Regions from separate parts of the Mus musculus genome. Here region 2 is linked to region 1. A link is a contact called in public promoter capture Hi-C data. All regions are on one chromosome and are shown on one strand. Each heading gives the region's core, a stretch centred on a gene start, on an enhancer-like site or on the middle of the called end of the contact. The rest is flanking DNA. Distances are from core to core; before and after follow the strand shown. Region 1 holds the start of Zfp444 (zinc finger protein 444). Region 2 holds the start of Zfp128 (zinc finger protein 128).

What was found. Promoter capture Hi-C pulls out the DNA fragments that hold promoters and counts their contacts.
Region 2: a promoter capture Hi-C map of pre-B cells shows a contact between it and region 1. The contact joins the promoter of Zfp128 here to the promoter of Zfp444 in region 1. A contact is called at or near these places in 3 of 39 promoter capture datasets (cranial neural crest, frontonasal cranial neural crest and pre-B cells) and 1 of 484 Hi-C or Micro-C datasets (CD4 T cells).

Annotation. Positions count from the first base shown.
Region 1 is chr7:6,170,592-6,175,178 of GRCm38.p6, forward strand. Zfp444 (zinc finger protein 444) reads left to right here and starts at 1,922. Exons shown (of 4, transcript NM_028316.3): 1 at 1,922-1,983.
Region 2 is chr7:12,878,384-12,882,888 of GRCm38.p6, forward strand. It overlaps Zfp128 (zinc finger protein 128), which reads left to right and starts at 2,795. Exons shown (of 4, transcript NM_153802.4): 1 at 2,795-2,977. The coding sequence starts at 2,912.

The sequences.
Region 1 (4,587 bases), core at 672-3,171:
GCCTGGGGAAAGAGAACCAACTCCTGAAAGCAGCCCTCTGTCCTCCACGTAACAAACTGTGACACGCATACACACTCATACCCCCCCCCACACACTGTCCTCCACGTAACAAACTGTGACACACATACACACTCATACCCCCCCCACACACACACTGTCCTCCACGTAACAAACTGTGACACGCATACACACTCATACCCCCCCCCACACACACACTGTCCTCCATGTAACAAACTGTGACACGCATACACACTCATACCCCCCCCACACACACACACACTAAATCACAATAAATATGTAGTAAAAAAAAAAAAAGCCAATATAGATAAACGTGAAAATAAAGCTGGGCATGGTAGTTCACACTTCAAATTCTGGCATTCTGGAGGCGGAGGCAGAGGATCATCCTTAGCCAGACAGTGAGTTGGAGACTAATCTGGGCTACAAGAGACTCCGTCTTAAAAAAGTTTTAAATCATATACGAAAAGAATCCAACTAGTATGTGAAAAGCACCACTAGGAAAAGAATGTGGTATTGCAGGCTCGCTCTTCAAATAGCAAAGCAGCTTGTGTGGTTAGCACACTTACCAAGATGAGGGACAGAGAGGGCAGAGAGGTGGGACAGGATTAAGTTTAGCTGTTGTGGGGATAGATCCGTCTCTAAGCTGTAAACTAGTGAGTAAATAGAAACTAGGGCAATGGTATTGTCCATCCACGAATTTGGTAAGGACAATAACAACTCTGCTTCACATGATTTCCTTTGTGTGCCAATGTCACCTTTTTTCGAAGTCCAGTGAGGAGGGGAGAGTCTCTGTCTGCCCCACTAGCTTGTAAGAGCCATCTATCACGTAAACAGAAAGTCTCATAACCTTCTTGCGCTCCTGCGAGTACGTGTGTATGTGGTGCGTTGGGGTAGTAGGTAGGGGTAGGGCTGGAAAGATGACAAAGAGGTTAACAACGAAGCACAAGCTATTCTAGACGTCCTTCTAGCACCTACATGTGGCTCACAACCGTCTGTAATACAGGTCTAAGGGAATCCCACGCCGCTTTCTGGCCTCCGTGGGTACTGCGAGCACATGGTGCACCGACTCAGCGAAACACCCATACATATTACAAAGAGCAAACTCAAAACCTTCTTGCCTTTTCTGAGGTAGGGAAACTGAGGCTTCAGTGTCCGTAGGGGGCTACACAAGCGCCGTTTGACACGTAATATTTTCCTTCCTATTCACAAGACGGGAAACTGAGGCTAGAGAGTGGACTGACAGTATGGGACGAGCGAACTAATTCTCAGAGGTCAGGTTTCGTTGACCAGCCTCAACCTTCCTTTAACCTAGTACTGGAGCGGGAGGGCGATACTGCAACTGTTGTCAAGGAGACGGATCTCCCACTGCTGATCTGAGGAGAACTCTGGCATAGCCTCCACGACCTCCTCTATAGGCGCTTAAAGGTCCTGGAGGCGGGTCTCCCAAGTGTGCTGCCTCCCCCGGTTTCCACGACAACGAAACCACAGATTCCTCTTATCCCTCCCCGACCCGTCCGCGTTTGCCAGAAGTCAGCCGGCGGGGTGTCTTGTGAGGGATGGTAGAGGAAGGAAATCCACGTGAAATCTGGGAAATGTAGTCCAAAATCAGAAGCGCTCTGTTTGCGCCTGTGTGAGCCAATAGGAATCGGGTTTTCTTCTTTACACTTTAAGAAATGTAGTTTTCTGGCTAGCTCGGGACGCACGAGCGTACAGGACTCATCACAGTAGGGCTAATGGAAAGCCGCTTTGTCGCGATGTTTCTTGGGAGATGTAGTTTCCAGCTGGGAGAGGTGGGAAGTGTTGGGTAGAATTAGCGATTCCTAGTGTAGAGAGTGAGGGGACGTGGGGGCGGGGAAGTACGGGTGAATTTGGCGCAAAGCCTGCTGGGGCATGGAGTCCCGATGAGCTTTGTGCGCATGTGCGGGAAGGTGAGGTTGTTTGGGGGGCCTCGCCCAGGAGAGTGAGGTGAGCTAGAGGGAAAAGGAAGGGCTGGGGAGTCCGGTGTACGGGGAACGGGCGGACCACGGGGAGGGGTACCCAGGTCTGGAGGAGGGAGAGGAAGGGAGGGATGGGCGGCTTGGGGGAGGGGGATGATAGGAGGCTGGAGGTGGGGTTCTGGGGGCGGGCCGGGGAGCGGGAGGAACGCGAGATGCAGACGCGGGAGAGTTGGAGGCCTGGGGAGGCTGGGCAGCGGGAGGGGGCTGGGATGTTCGAGGGGGAGCCCTGGGATGGTTGGAAACTGAGAGTGGAGTGGAAGTTGGACCCCACTGAGAAATCCTGGGGCGCCGGGACCTCTAACCTCTTCGAAAAGGATTGCGGGAAGGGGTCTATCCAGGGGCACCGTGCCATAGCAGCGTAGACCGGTGCAGGTGGCTAGTCCTGTGTGCTGGTCACACGTTCACACGCACTTCTGTCGAGTTGAGGTTCTGGAGGATAAGTATTTCTTCATTACAAGCGTATCCGCCTCATTAGCTTGTCGCGAGAGGCGAAATTCATTAATGTGCAGAAGGGGCTTGGAGACAGGTTTTAACAGGATAAGAGGGACTTAAATCTCTCGGTTCTGATCCTCCTGGCTCAGCCTCTCACGTGCTCAGATTACAAGCGTTGGCCTAGTTTTTTTGTTTTGTTCAGGGTTTTTGTTGTTGTTGATGATGGTGTTTTGGGTATGGTCTCCTGTAGCCCAGGCTGGCCTTAATCACACTCGAGAGCCATGCCAAGCTTTAAACCGGTGAAAGTAATTGAATTTAAAAACAAACAAACAAAAATACTCATCTTAACTTTTTTTTTTTTTTTTTTTGGTTTTTCAAGACAGAGTTTCTCTGTATAACCCTGGCTGTCCTGGAACTCACTCTGTAGACCAGGCTGGCCTTGAACTCAAATCCGCCTGCCTCTGCCTCCCAAGAGCAGGGCTTAAAGGCATGAGCCACCACTGCCAGTCTTCACTCCTTTTTATATGCTATTTTAACACCTATTCCAATTTACAATTTAGTCTTGGGCGCTTGTTTCACAGTGGCTTTACGTAAATGACTCACAAGGAGTTGGAGGGTTAATGTGTGTTGATAGTAAATGCAATAGGTGGGGTTTGTTTATTGCCAGGTGGTGTTCTGGGTACTTTTTTTTTCTTTTAATGATTTATTTTTATTTTAACGTGCATCCATATTTTGCCTGCATATGTGTTTACTGCATCCTCTGATTCTAGAGTTTCAGTTGTGAGCTGCCATGTGGGTGCTGGGCATTGAACCCAGGTCCTCTGGAAAAGCAGCAACCAGTACTCTTAACTGCTGAGCCACCTCTCCAGCCATGCTCTGGGGTACTTTTTTGCTCTTTATTTTACTTGACTTTCCAACCTCGATTATTGCTCCCATTTTACAGCCAAGGAGATGGAGATTAGTCTTTGAAAGGAGCAGTTGTTCTTTGACCGAGGACACATTGCTGGTACGCAGCTGGAATCGGTTCCAATTCCGAAGCCCTTGTCCTCTGAGTAAATATTTGGTGAGTTGTGCAGCTCAGGGCACAGAGTGCCCAGTGCAGATTCCTGGCCTTTTGAAGGACCATTGATGGATTCAGAGAGAATGAACATCAGGGTCGAAGTGTAGGAGAGAGAGGTAGAAGAAGGGGACACTGAAAGTTACGCATTTAATAGAATAAAAGTAAAACGAAAACAAACCAAAAACAGATGCTGGGGAGATGGCTCAATGGGCTAAAGTACAAGCTGAGGACAATCAGAACTGGGTAAAGGTTGAGCAGCACAAGGGCACCTCAGTGTGTGTTCACTGGCTTCTCATCGCAGATGAAAAGGCAGGCTTTAGGTTCCATAAGAGACTTTTAAAAAGGAAGGTAAAGGGGCTGGAGGGATGGCTCAGCGGTTAAGAGCACTGGCTGCTCTTCCAGAGGTGCTGAGTTCAATTCCCAACAACCACATGGTGGCTCACAACCATCTGTAATGGGATCTGATGCCCTCTTCTGGTGCATCTGAAGACAGCAACAGTGTACTCATATACATAAAATAAATAAATAAATCTTTTAAAAAAAAAAAAAAAGGAAGGAAGATAAAGAAACCCTAACCTCGACCTCAGGCCTCCACAGGCAACGCGCACGGAATGCGCTTGAGTGCCCACCCCCTCCAGAAATCAACAGCTTGGTGAAGTAGAAAAGCAGTTAGAGATTATTGATGTGGGACACAGAGCTCTCCTCTTTCCATGGTATCGTGGACCTTGCTCAAGAAGTCCACTGCCCATCCTTTGGGGCCAAGCGAGGAGGAAATAGTTAACTTTTGTAGCATTTAGTTTAACTGGTTTGTCAGCCAAGAGTTACTTTTTGTGACCTGGAACTTAGGATATGTGGCATAGAAAGACTAATGACTAACCAGTGTCAGTAACTAGTTACTAAGTAGTCAGTGTTAGTAACTAGTAACTTTTTAGCCAGTGCCCTAATTGACTATTTTAGTTCTGTAGGCTCTGTGTGCAGAAGGAAAAGCTAACTGTTTATCTCACCAGCCCCTGCTTTCCTGCCCAGCCACTTTAAAACCCCGTCCCTGCAGTAGGTGACAAGCAGCTTAGGATCCTTATC
Region 2 (4,505 bases), core at 1,545-4,044, 6.7 Mb after region 1:
AGTGGCAGTTGCAGAGTGGCAGTTGCAGAGTGGCAGTTGGCTACTGCTGGCCACCACACATACATAGGCAGTAAAGGTTCTTTTGCCAAGATGAGGTTTTGAGAATTAACCAAAGTTAACCAATCAGATGAGAGACAAGTTAACCAATCAGATGAGAGACAAGTTAACCAATCAGATGAGAGACAAGTTAACCTATCAGATGAGAGACAAGTTAACCAATCAGGTGAGAGAGAACGCCTCTCCTAGGCCTATATAAGCAGCGCCAGTTCTGGGCTTGGGGTCACTTCGACTCTGCAATCAAGCTCTCCCAATAAACGTGTGTGGAAGGATCCTGTTGCAGCATCGTTCTTCCTGGCCAGTCAGGTGCACGCAAGACTTGCCAAATTTGGATCAACTTTCCTTAGCCTAATGTTTTCCTTTTTTTTTTTTTTAACATCATAGACAAAGGTAAGAGGCAGGATTACTAGAATACTTTTGCATTCATTTTTCAAATGTCTTTTATTTCCCAATTCAAAATAAGACCCTTTTTGAAAAGGTTTTTGAATAGCTTCTACAGTGGCTGCTACAACTTGAGAGAAGCTGCCAATAGCTTGAGTGGCTGTTAGCCAATTTCTAACAATCACCATGTTTTACTGGTGCTGTAGCAACTCTACACTGGTGGCTCCATCAAACCCAACCTGCCTGATCAGGTTTATCACCATCAAAGTTTTCACCAAATTGTGCTGTGCTTAAATATGCCTAAAATAAACTATTTGGGGTCAGACTTCCAAAGTTTGAACCAACACTAACTACTTAGTCCTGTTGTGCCTGAGCTACCCTTTAGCCTCCTGTGGATCATTACTTTGCTGGCTCTGGTGACTGCAAGGATTCCGGCAGGTCCCAGTGTCATACTTCCTCCAGCATGGTTGCACCCCAAAGAGCATCATCCCCAACTGTTCTAATGCCTGAGACTACAGGGAAATATCTCATTCAAACCCACTGCACTGCTTGAAACTGAGGCAGGTGAGCATAGGAGATAGTTTAGTACACTAAGACCCCCATCCCCTATTTGATTTGAGATTATGAAGACACAGTCCTCTTGCAGTAACACACTTGGGAGCCTTCAGTGTCACATACTATACACACACACACACACCTCTCCAAACAATGCCTCTAGTAACCTCAGAACTTCTAGCTATATCAGGCTACCCATACTTCCATCTCTGAACAGTAGTATAAGTTTTCCCGTCCTTGGCAATGTTCAAATTAGACAGTTTCCATTCAAGTATATTCTCAGCATTGTCTGTGTATGAAGAATGGAAAAGCTGATCTGGCCTGACCTAGTTTCAGATGCATACACAAGAAAGGAAAACTGTGCCCTCTGTTACTTTTAGGGAGACCCTCCTATTTACCTTATGCTGATACATAAGGGCACACTTATGTTTAAAATCAGATGCATTATAAAAAGGACATGCACAGTAGAGAAAACGAATATATGACTTACTCTATCAATCAGAGTAGAGAACCACCCAAACTACATATCTAGTAATCAGCACCCCCTTCTCCTGAACCCTATAAAAGGAAGCCCTGAGCAATAATCTGGACACTGAGAATCTTCACTCCCATAACTCATTGTCAATCTTTAATAGCATACCTACATAATATGTAATTTCACTTTTACTCAAATAACATTATCTTACTTTTTTTCTGTAAGCTCTTAAATTCAATTCTTTGGAAAAGAGGCCAAGAACCTAGAAATGCCCAGCCCAGACCCAGAGCACCAGTTATGACACTACTGTCATTGTCAGACTGGTGAGGAAGATGCCAGGAGAGAACAAAGGAAACTACTAGGCTGAAAGGAGGGAGAGACAGAGAAGGGAGGATGAGAATAAAAGGACCTGCTGTTTGCTGGACTGCAGCTCTGTATTAGAGCACTTACCACTCTTGCATAAAGACCTAGGTTCAATATCCAGTACTGGGGAGTGGGGATAGTGGAGGAAGGGCAGAGCCTGCTGTTCTACACCTGATAGTCTCTGTCTCTTTAAGGGTATAGTGTATTTTTGGTCTTTTTCTATTACATCATCAACCTAGTGAAAACTAGCAAAAGCCCATTGTTTCCTTCCTTCTTTCCTTCCTTCTTTCCTTCCTTTCTCTCTTTTCCTCTTTCTCTCTTTCCTTCTTTCTTTCCCTTTTCAAGGCAGGGTTTTGTAGCCCTGGCTGTCCTGGAACTCACTCTGTACACCAGACTGGGCAGGAATCAGAAATCTGCCTGCCGGGCAGCCGGGTGTGGTGGTGCACGCCTTTAATCCCAGCACTCAGGAGGCAGAGGCAGGCAGATTTCTGAGTTCGAGGCCAGTCTGGTCTACAAAGTGAGTTCCAGGACAGCCAGGGCTATACAGAGAAGAAACCCTGTCTCGAAAAACCAAAAAACCAAAAAACAAAACAAAACAAAAAAACCAACAAAACAAAAAATTCCAGCAGCAGGTCAGATTGACCAATTCTAACACCAAGACCTTGCCGCTGCGCGCCCAACTCACGGTGCAGATGCATATATGCCCTGAACTCAGCCGTCAGGGCGGGAGGATTATTTTCCAGGCAACTCGAAGCCCAAGTGATGCCCGCACCCGCAGGTAACGGAATGTAAGCTGACCTCTGCTGGTACCCAGACCTGATCCTTAAACAAGACCTGTGAGTGGTTGCACTCCCTTAGACCAGAGGCCAGGCCTTCCCCGATTGGTCAACGTTGGGCTGGCGCTAGCTTCCATTGGTTAAGTGCTGCGTCTCGGCGCGTGGCCTTCTGGGAATTGTAGTCTCAGTGTCCCTGGCGCTGCCGCCATTGTCCAGCGGGAGGCCAGTCGGGTGGTCCCCAGGACGGGGCTGAGTTTAAAATTAGGGTGTCCTTGGACGTCTGTGGCTAACCTGTTGGCCTGGAATGGACCACCAGGACAAAGCAGCAACAGTGGCAATGGCCTCGCGGCCGCAAGCAACACAACTTCAGGTAACAAAAAGGACAGATTGGACTCCGAGTCCTGCTGTCCCCGACAGAGTGACCTGTAACCCGCGGCGCTTTTTCCACAAGAGAAACAAGCGCTGTGGCTCAGCCTCCGAGCCTGGGTCCAAATCTAGTTCCCTCTGTGTGCATGCTTCAGCCTCCTGTCTGCGTGCCATGGGGTGGAGGGGAGGAGGGTGGTCATTTCCCTGAGGACTGACAGGCTCTGCTCAGGGGTTCGATCCCACTCTGGCCAACGCCCTCCCATTTATCCCGAAAGACGGTTCTCGGAGATGACAGGTGACTGGCTAGCATTACAGAGCAACCACATTGCGGGTACGGTCCTCAAAACATGTCCTAAGGCGCAGAATCAACCGACTTTTAAGGGAACCTCCGCACCATGACCCCTATTTTGCAAGTAAGGCATAACTTCACGGGGCAGAGGTACCAAGTTAGGAAAACAGAAGTAACTAGTAAGGGTCACGCCCTTCTGGGCCTTGGGAAAACTGGTAGGTGTGGCTATCAGTGTTTGTCTAGCTCCTGATCATCAAAGTCTGCACTTGTAGACAAATTGCTTATTCTGTTCACCGTAGTTCACCTAGCAGAAGCCAAGACCATTTCATACATAAGTTCTGCAACTTTGAAATTATGCTCTGGAGGTCAGGAGGTGGGTATTTGGTTTGCTTGGGGGAAATTTGCGTTAATTACATTTGGTGTGAAAAGTAAGCTTATGATAGTCTTAGATTGCAAATGATCAGATTCATGTCATCTCAGTTTTTCATGAAATGTGACCAGAGTGTAGAACTGAGAACTGAGGCCTATCAACAGCTATATGAATGAGCCATAGTGAAGGTGGATTCGCCAGCCCCAGTCAAGTCTCAGGTAACCGTCATGAGGCTGACAGTTTGTCAAGGAGTAAGCGATGAGACGGGCGGGAAAAGAGGTGTGTTTAATCAATCTGTTGTCGTGTTTCAGGTAGTACACACAAAACGTAGTGAGACCTGAAATAAACACTACTTCATGGTTTCTGATGGGGTAGGAAATCAAGAGTGACTTAGTTTATGGATCTACCCTAGGCTCTTAAAGTTATATTCAAAATGACAGTCCAACAGTTATTACTTGAGACTTATCAGAGCCTAGAAGACCCACTGTCAAGATAGTTCATTCACATGCTGTTGGCAGGAGAACTCAGTGTTTCTCCTTGTAGGCCTTGCTATGAAGCACTTAGGTCTCACTGTGTAAAGTGAAGTTTCCTATAGAGTGGTGTGATCCAGAAGATGGCAAGGTAGAAGCTGTGTTGTCACCTGTGACCTCAGCTCAGACTTTATGCTGTCATTTCCACAGTATCCTATCAGTTATAGAAGTCAGCATGGTTGCATGCAGATCGGGGGTGGGGAGGGGAGGGGGGGTTACTAAGGGGCCATTTTGGAGACTAGCCTCCACAGGAGCAAGGACCAAATAAGGAGACCCTAGAGGTCTAGTACATTAGTTTCTTGTGGTTGCTGTAGCAAGTATTTACAAAATGTGTGGCAAAAGA